Regions from separate parts of the Sus scrofa genome. Here region 1 is linked to region 2. The links are chromatin contacts, called in public HiChIP or PLAC-seq maps. All regions are on one chromosome and are shown on one strand. Each heading gives the region's core, a stretch centred on a gene start, on an enhancer-like site or on the middle of the called end of the contact. The rest is flanking DNA. Distances are from core to core; before and after follow the strand shown.

Evidence for each region. HiChIP or PLAC-seq counts read pairs in DNA pulled down with a chosen protein or histone mark.
Region 1: a contact with region 2 is called in an H3K27ac HiChIP or PLAC-seq map of alveolar macrophages. The contact joins two enhancer-like sites. A contact is called at or near these places in 2 of 2 datasets of contacts at active chromatin or transcription factors (alveolar macrophages and skeletal muscle).

Annotation. Positions count from the first base shown.
Region 1 is chr6:152,942,065-152,946,472 of Sscrofa11.1, forward strand. The region is part of intron 8 of FGGY (FGGY carbohydrate kinase domain-containing protein); the gene reads right to left. Among named protein-coding and RNA genes, the nearest start is that of HOOK1, 230 kb to the left of the region's middle. Within about 2 kb of position 1,872, at least 13 of the 83 cell types and tissues checked have an H3K27ac peak or open chromatin away from gene starts, as enhancers often do. A contact at or near this core is called in alveolar macrophages, where this site is marked.
Region 2 is chr6:153,136,635-153,141,138 of Sscrofa11.1, forward strand. The region is part of intron 5 of FGGY (FGGY carbohydrate kinase domain-containing protein); the gene reads right to left. Among named protein-coding and RNA genes, the nearest start is that of FGGY, 74 kb to the right of the region's middle. Within about 2 kb of position 1,442, at least 6 of the 83 cell types and tissues checked have an H3K27ac peak or open chromatin away from gene starts, as enhancers often do. A contact at or near this core is called in alveolar macrophages, where this site is marked.

The DNA.
Region 1 (4,408 bases), core at 622-3,121, 190 kb before region 2:
CTATGTAGCTGTAGTTCCTTCAATTTATGTATGTATACCACTCTAAGCATATAATACAATATAGTCATTCTATTACTATAGAATGAAGAGTGGAACTTTGGATTGCTTCAAATTTGGGGTTATTATGAAAAATAATGCTATGACTACTCTTGTCCTTATCTCTGGGTACGTACTGGGGCATGGGTACAATAGTTTCTCCAGGTTTTTACCTAGGAATGGAATTGGTGGAGTACAGGAACTGAATGTGCATATTCAAACAGCGCTTCACAATTTTCCACAGTGATTACACCAGTGTACACTCCCAGCAGCACGGTCTGAGTGTGGAGCACTTACCAAGGTCTGTATTTGCAAATTTGTGTGATTGCTTAGTATCCATCTTCCCTCTAGACGGTGAGGTCTGTGTCTACTTTGCTCACCCTTTTCACTCCATTGTCTGGCACATAGTAGCAGCTCAAAAACAATGGCTGAATAAAAGAAGGCACTCTGGATAAGAAGTTTAAGAATTTTTTTTTTTTTTTTTTTTTTTTTTTTGTCTTTTTGCCTTTTCTAGGGCCACTCCTGCGGCATATGGAGGTTCCCAGGCTAGGGGTCCAATCAGAGCTGCAGCCGCCGGCCTACGCCAGAGCCACAGCCACAGCAACTCGGGATCCGAGCCGCGTCTGCAAACTACACCACAGCTCACGGCAACGCCGGATCCTTAACCCACTGAGCAAGGCCAGGGATGGAACCTGCAACCTCATGGTTCCTAGTCAGATTCGTTAACCACTGCGCCACGATGGGAACTCCAAGAAGTTTAAGAATTTCGGATGTGAACACAGGTCTGACTTCAAAACCCATGTCTTTTCCACCACTGTAACATCTTCCTTACCTCAAGACGGTGATGGGAGTTCCCATCATGACCCAGTGGTTAACGAATCCGACTAAGAACCATGAGGTTGTGGGTTCCATCCCTGGCCTTGCTCAGTGGGTTAAAGATCCGGCGTTGCCGTGAGCTGTGGTGTAGGTTGCAGACGCGGCTTGGATCCCGCGTTGCTGTGGCTCTGGCGTAGGCCGGCAGCTGCAGCTCTAACTGCACCCCTAGCCTGGGAACCTCCATATGCTGCAGGAGTGACCCTAGAAAAGGTAAAAAGACAAAAAAGACAAAAAAAAAAAAAAAAAAAACAAAAAACATGGTGATGATCATCTGTATCCTATTTATTAGTTTCCAACACAATGGTAGCAATCAAATATGGTAATGGTATCAACCCAGTAAGCACAGAGTACTTATTAAGTGTCCACCAACGTTTCACCACTGTGCACTTGGACACAAAGGTCGGCAGACGGGGTATATGACAGGTGACTCTCAATGGCAAATGCTTTATGAATATATGTGGATTAAGATTACTTTGTAGAGGAAGATGGGGGTTTCAGATATCACTGCAGGGAAAACCAGGGAGACCAATTAATGCTTTCAAGTCCAAATTGCACCTGTGTCCCAAATTATTCACCAGCACAAATAAAAGCTGCTTGCTCCAAGCCCTGATCAGAACAAACATTTGATCCTGCTATATAGCACAGGGAACTATATCTAGTCATTTGTGATGGAACATGATCGAGGATAATGTGAGAAAAAGAATGTATTTATGTAGGTGTGGCTGGGTCACTTTGTTGTACAGCAGAAATTGACAGAACATTGTAAATCAACTATAATAGAAAAAATAAAAAAATCTTAAAAAAAAGAACAAACATTTGAAAATGCTTTTACCCAAGTGGCATCATTTTTCATCTGTGCCTGAGCTCAAAAAGGGCTGGGCAGAGAGCTGGATTAAACATTGCAATTCAGCTCGGCACTGTGGGTTCAAAAGTAAACTCTGACTTCCTATTTACACTGAAAGTCTTAGGCCTCTGTGGTTTCCTGTTGCATCCTGCTGTGTCTGTGCTTTGGTTTCTGAGTCTGTCTGCACAAAGCTGCAAATAGGGTCCCTCAACTGTTTCACTCTGTCCTGCTTTTCACAAGAAGATAAGAATCCTACAATCCCTAACTGTTGGCACATTCTACAAGGTACTCTCTCCAAGTCCTGACTTTTCAATCTAGACCTAAGCTACCAAGAGAGGCTTCCTTTGAATGGATGGAGACTCAAGAAATCTCCAAGTGTGACACAAACCACAGGAACTGACAGACCGTCCACATGAATTTACCACATTCTACACAACTTTTACATTCATTTCTTTCACTCTTCCGTTCATCTAGTGTAAATTTAGAGTAACTTCTATGTACAAGGTACTCTGATAGGCACTTGAAAACAATGGTGGAGAGATATAATTTCGACTCCAAAGGAGCTTAAAGCCATAGTCCCTGATGAGAATCAGTTGGGCATCTACTGATATGACAGATTTGCGTATACTCCTCCCAGCAAGATTCACGCCCCATGACAGCAGCACTTGAAGAACTGCATTTTGAAGGAGATCTCCAGGAACATTTTAAGGACATTGAGAATGGGGTGGCTGGCAGCTTCATGAAGAATTTACAATCATAGTGGGGACTAGTGACCCAGAGTCAGGAGCCCCTCCTGTGATGAACCAGACTTTTCCCAACTGCAGGATCCTTCAATTTGAGTCAACGGAGAGGAACTAACTAAGCAGCAAAAATGGCTTGGGGTTTGCTCACATATGTATTGAGTCTTGGCCCTAACCCTTGGTAGCTGCAGGACTTTGGACAAATCACTCAGTTTCTTTGAGCCTTATTTGAAAAAGGAAAACAACACCTGCTCTGTCTTAGCTATTCTGAGTATCATAGCCACAAGGCATTTTTACAAACTCTAAAGCACTAAGAAAGAGTTAGTCATTTTAGGACCACAAAAACTTTAACAAACAAGAAAATTAAGCCAATGCATAAGGTTTCCTTTAAACAGTTAAAACTAGCCTATCTCTTTTCAAATTTTTTACTGAAGTATAGTTGATTTACAATGCTGTGTTAGTTTCAGGTGCAGAGTAAAGTGATTCAGTTTTACATACATATATATCTAGTCTTTTTCAGATTCTTTTCTCTTATGGGTTACTACAAAATACTGGGTAGAGTTCCCTGTGCTATACAATAGGTCCTTGGTTATCTATTTTATGAATGTATAAATTAATCCTAAACTCCTAATTTATTCTAACCCCACCCCTTACCCCTTTGGTAACAAGTTTGTTTTCTCTATTTGTGGGTCTATTTCTGTTTTGTAATAATTTCATTTGTATAATTTAGATTCCATGTATAAGTTATATCATATAATATTAGACCTTACATAATTTACTTAGTATAATAATCTCTAGGTCCATCCACAGTGCAGTAAATGACATTATTCATTCTTTTTTGTGGCTAAGTAATATTCCATTGTATATATGTGCCATATCTTCTTTATCCAATCCTCTGTTGACAGAAGTTTAAGTTGTTTCCGTGTCTTGGCTATTATAAATAGTGCTGCTAGGAACACTGAGTTGCATGTATCTTTTCGAATTATAGTTTTCTCTAGATATACACCCAGAAGCCGGACTGCAGGATTATTTACAATTAGCCATCTCTTAACCATCCCAAACTTTGGTCATGGGTCCCAGTTTCTCTTAAATATTGCAGCTGTGTATTACATGCTTCCTTCCTGGTTATAACAGTTTTTTTTTCTGAAAGCAGAGCTTGAAGCTGGACCTAGTCCTGGATAGGACAGTGGGATATACCTCTGGTACCATGTTAACATTTTCGAGGAATGAATACAAAAGCCAGGAGACCAGCCAGATCTGGATTCCCCTGCAAGTCCTAGCTCTGTAATTTCTCTGACCTCAATTCTATCATTTCTCAGATGAAGAAATGAACTCTACTGGGTCATTTTAGGCTACTACCCTCTAATGACATTTGACTATTGCTTAATCTGAATAGTATTACCTTTATTCTGACCTGAAACATGGCTACTGTATCTTTCCCTTTCATAAGTTAATCTCACATGTCTGTTGTGAGGATTAGATATTCTAGATGCAGACTGCCTAGCAGAGAAAACAGAACCTGGTAATTATTTAATAAATCCAGCAATCATAATTCTTAAGTATAAACATATTCCTTGTTCATCCCTAAAATGTTGTCCCTGGAAAATTCTTCTTCATCACATAATATACAAAACCCTGAGCAGCACTTTTTTTTTTTTTTTTTTGGTGAATACTTCTTTTTTCTTTATTATGTATTTTTTTTTAATTTTAATTTTTTTTTTCTGCTTTTTAGGGCCACACATGTGGCAAAAGGAAGTTCCCAGGCTAGGGGTCAAATCAGAGTTGCAGCTGCCAGCCACCGCAACAAAGGATCTGAGTAGCGTGTGCGACCTACACCACAGCTCACAGCAACGCCAGATCCTTAACCAGCTGAGCAAGGCTAGGGATCAAACCTGTATCCTCATGGATACTA
Region 2 (4,504 bases), core at 192-2,691:
CAATCTCGATTGTTTTCTCACCTTTTTTTTAGCCACTAGGAAGTGTAGAAACAAATTTATTAGTAATTATGAAGACCATACTTTTTATGAAGCTCTTGGCTTCACCCTTAGTTATTCTATTAATATGTTCACTCCATTGTGATTTTTAAAGTATTTCTATCACTGTTTTTATCTTCTCCTAGTACCAGTCACTTCAAATCTCTTTAGAGGAAAGGATTTATAAATATGAATAAGATTTTGTCTGATTGTACACAATTTTATTATTCCAATTTCTGACTTCCCATTTCTCATGTTACCAAAACTCTGGACTGTTATTCACTAAAGGATAGGACGTGGCAAATTCCTCAAACACTGAACTTCAGTTCTTGAATTGCAAACAGTGATAGCACCATGTGCTTTAACTGATGGTCAGGAGGACTAATGGGGTTCACATTTATTAAAATGCTAGCAAAGGTATAGAGAATGCCCTCAACAAATGACTGTTGCTGTTATTACATAATTATTATATTAACGAAAATGGCAATGATTATTTTTATCAATGTAATGAAAAAAAATGGAACTGAATTACAAATTAATCATAGGCCAAAGGGGTGATTTTCTTTTTCTTTTAATAATGTTTTTCTTTTCCCCATTATAACTAGTTTACAGTGTTCTGTCAATTTTTACTACACAGCAAGGTGACCCAGTCACACATACATGTATACATTCTTTTTTCTCACAAGAGTAGCTATCATATTTTGGAGTATAAGAACAATAAATAAAGGGGAGGGTGATCAGGAGAGTAAACCAGATAAGAGGAGGAGGAAGAAGACTTCTTACACATTGTCACTGCCAAAAACAAGTCTGAAGACTTAAGACAAGGTGAAATCTGATCACTTTTCAGCCATGACTCCACTAGAATAATAAAATGAAAAATAGAAAGGGGGAGAAAAAAAATACCTCCTAGCTTTTCTGGCATCCATTTCCCCAAAGCCTCCCAAAACAATCACAATAAGAGCCAAATAAACACCAAATTTGAACCGCTCCTTGGCCCAGAGGATGCCAAGTTCATGTTCCACTGCCCAGATTTTTTTTGGCATTGGCGCATTCAGACTCAGACCTTCCTTTTCCTTATTCTAGAAGATGGGACAGATGGGCTGAGGGTGGGGGGAGGTCATTAAAAGAACTGTGAGTTGTTTAAATACTATGTGTTACACATTTTATCCACAGCACCTGTAACCCTGGGGACATCCAGATGAGGACCTGGGCTTGGGTGAGGTTGGGGGCGGGGAAAGGTAATTTACTCCAGAATTGCAGAGAGTACACAGCAGAGCCACTGAACCCAGGTCAGTCTGACTACAAGGACTTCCTGCTTTCCATGATGACAGAAACGTAATGCAAAGACTCCTTGTCAAAATCCATAGAGAAAAGAAATGAAATAGCTAAGTCTTGCAAAAAGTTTCTCAGCATTGTGTTGAGAAATTTTCCATCACCTCCCTCAGTCAGTCTATACAATAACCCCATGGGGCAATTACTCCCTCTTCCCTATTATATTCAATCAAGAGAGATGATGATGATGATGATGATGCAGGTTGAAATGAGAAGAGAGAAAGAATGAAGAGACTGAGGAAACAACAGGAAAGAAAGACTGGTAATTGCCCAGGGAGAGGGCAACCATCTTTATCAGAGGAAATTGGTGCCTGGTGCCCAAGGTCCACAGGCTCTGCCCTAGAGGAGAGGGAAGCTGGTGGGGAGGCCTCTGGAAGGTGCTGGCCAGTATGGCAAGGGCAGGGGAGGGGACGGCAAATTCCTACTAAGGAAAGTAGAATGACTCATTGAGTGCCACAGCCAATAAAAAAAAGATGGCAGGGCTGCCGAATAGCACAGGTAACTATATCTAGTTACTTGTGATGGGGAGGATAATGTAAGAAAAAGAATGTATGTACAGATACACACACACACACACACACCACACACACACACACGAATGACTGGGACACTTTGCTGCATAGCAGAAATTGACAGAACAGTGTAAATCAAGTATAATTAAAAAAAAAAAAAGAAAGGACAAAGTTATTAGAAAATTTTCAAAAAATGGCAGGGGTAACGGGACAGTTAATGAATCGCTGATGAGCATTAAACATTCTGCTTCCTCAGGATGTGAGCTTGTCATAGTGGGATGGATGCCCCCAACCTTGTTCTGATTGGCCAACCAGAAGCTGTCCATTTAATTCACCCTATTCATTTGACTTTTTGTTTATTTATTTATTCGTTGTCTTTTTAGGGCCGCACCTGTGGCATATGGAGGTTCCCAGGCTAGGGGTCTATTCAGAGCTAAAGCTGCCGGCCTACACCACCGCTCATGGCAACGCCAGATCCTTAACCCACTGAGTGAGGCCAGGGATCAAACCTGCAACCTCATGGTTCCTAGCTGGATTTGTTAACCACTAAGCCACAACAGGAACTCCCATTTGACCTTTTAAAATACTTCCTGAAAAAAAAGGACAGACTGAACTTCTTTGCAGAACAGACTCACAGACTCACAGACATTGAAAAACTTAAGGTCTCTGGAGGAGACCGTTTTGGGGGTGGGGGGATGTGCTTGGGTTGTGGGATAGAAATCCTGTGAAATTGGATTGTGATGATCATTATACAACTACAGATGTGATAATTCACTGAGTAATAAAAAAAATTTTTTTTAATTAAAATACTTCCAATCCTGGGTCCTACTGTACAGCACAGGGAATTGCGTGTGATTGGGTCACTTTGCTGTACAGCAGAAACGGAAAAAATGTTGTAAATCAACTATACTTTAATTTAAAAAAAATTCTAATGGGAAAAAAGAAAAAATAGAATATATATGTATAATTGAGCCACTTTGCTGTATACAGAAACAAATGCAACTTTGTAAATCAACTATACTTCAATAAAAAAAAAAAAGAAAGAAAAAAAAATCTTCCAATCCTTCACAGGTGTGGACCATCTTACAGTCACATCTTACTTTCATGTATATTCTGTTAGGCAATGTTGTCCCAACTTACTGACCAAACAACCACCTGGGGGACTTGTTAAACAACAACTTTCCAGGTAAGGAGATTCTAATTCAGTAGGCTTAAAACTGGAAGTCTGGGGGTCCAGCATTTGAGCAAATGATCCAGGTGATTCCTATAATCAGGCTAGTTTGGAAAAAATGTTTAATAGGACTCTCCCAATAAGCTTGCAAGGCAGGTACCACGATCCCTGTTTATAGATAAGAAGAATGAGATTCAAAAAGGGTAGGCCATGCCCAAGGTCACCAAATTCCTGATCACCAATTCACCAAATGGCAGAACGGAGGATAAGTCAGGTTGTACTCATGCCACTGCATTTAAATTTCTCTGAGCCAGAGCTAGCTTCAAACAGCCTGCTCCTTGGCATCAGATACTAGGAAGTGGGGGCATAGACTATCTACCACCAGAAGAAAAGACCAGGGAGGACCTCAACGCCCTGGACTGATTAACACCCAAGGAAAAAGAGAAGGAAAAGTGAGGTCCTCCTTTATCTGTAGTTCTGCTTTTGGGTTCTCAGAGCTTGCAGGCCAATGGAGTGTTATAGATACTCATGCGTATTAGAGCTGCTTTGACTACAAGGTCCATTTGGCTAAAATAATCAAAACACTTCCTTCACTACTGCACAAAGACAGGAAAATGAAACTAGAGAAAGGTCCTTCCAGAAATAACTCTAAATAACTAATATCACACCAAAAGAGGAACGTCCAGATGAGTTCTTCAGCCACACAGCTGCCTCTGCATTGATGATGACAATACAATGGTGATACATTGAACCTTCTGGGGTACAGTTCAGACCGCTCCTCCAGAGCCCTCTCCCCAGAGAGGGGTGAGTACCTCAAGTCTGCTGAGGCCAATTTTATACGTGATTGCATCCCCTCTACCCACTGGTGGGAGGGGAGGAAAAGCAACAAGATGAATGACGACGCTTATAAAACACGCCCTCTGCCATCTCTTTTCTGGAAGCCCTGGCTGCTGAATGAGCTATCCCACTCTCGCCAACTGTCTGCAAGGAAGGTCCAAACACAAAATGAGACAGACAGGAAGAGCACAGGGAGAGCAGGACCCCCGTTCCCCGATTCTCAGTTCTCATGAGTTTAAATAAAAAGGAAAATGGCGAGGATTTCACCCTCTCTGAAAGAGCAGACTTTCAGATACATCTAAATATGTAAAACTATGCAGGTTTATCTGTCCTCTGGGAAATGAGCCTCTTCCCCAGATGCAATTCCAAATTGTTTTCAAGATGAGAGGACCTCACCCTGCCCCACTGGCCCACCTGTGGGCATCCCCTGAGACCTGAGGTCAAGATAACACCAGATTCACATGCTGTGACAGTTCCTGTCCAACCTGTCCCTATATATGCACGTCCACGCACAAACCCACTCTGTTTATTACAGGAGCTGCAAGCAATGCAGTGAGTACTTTTTAAAACTATACTGTGTAGCACATAATGTATATCACTCATAATGTATTGAAAA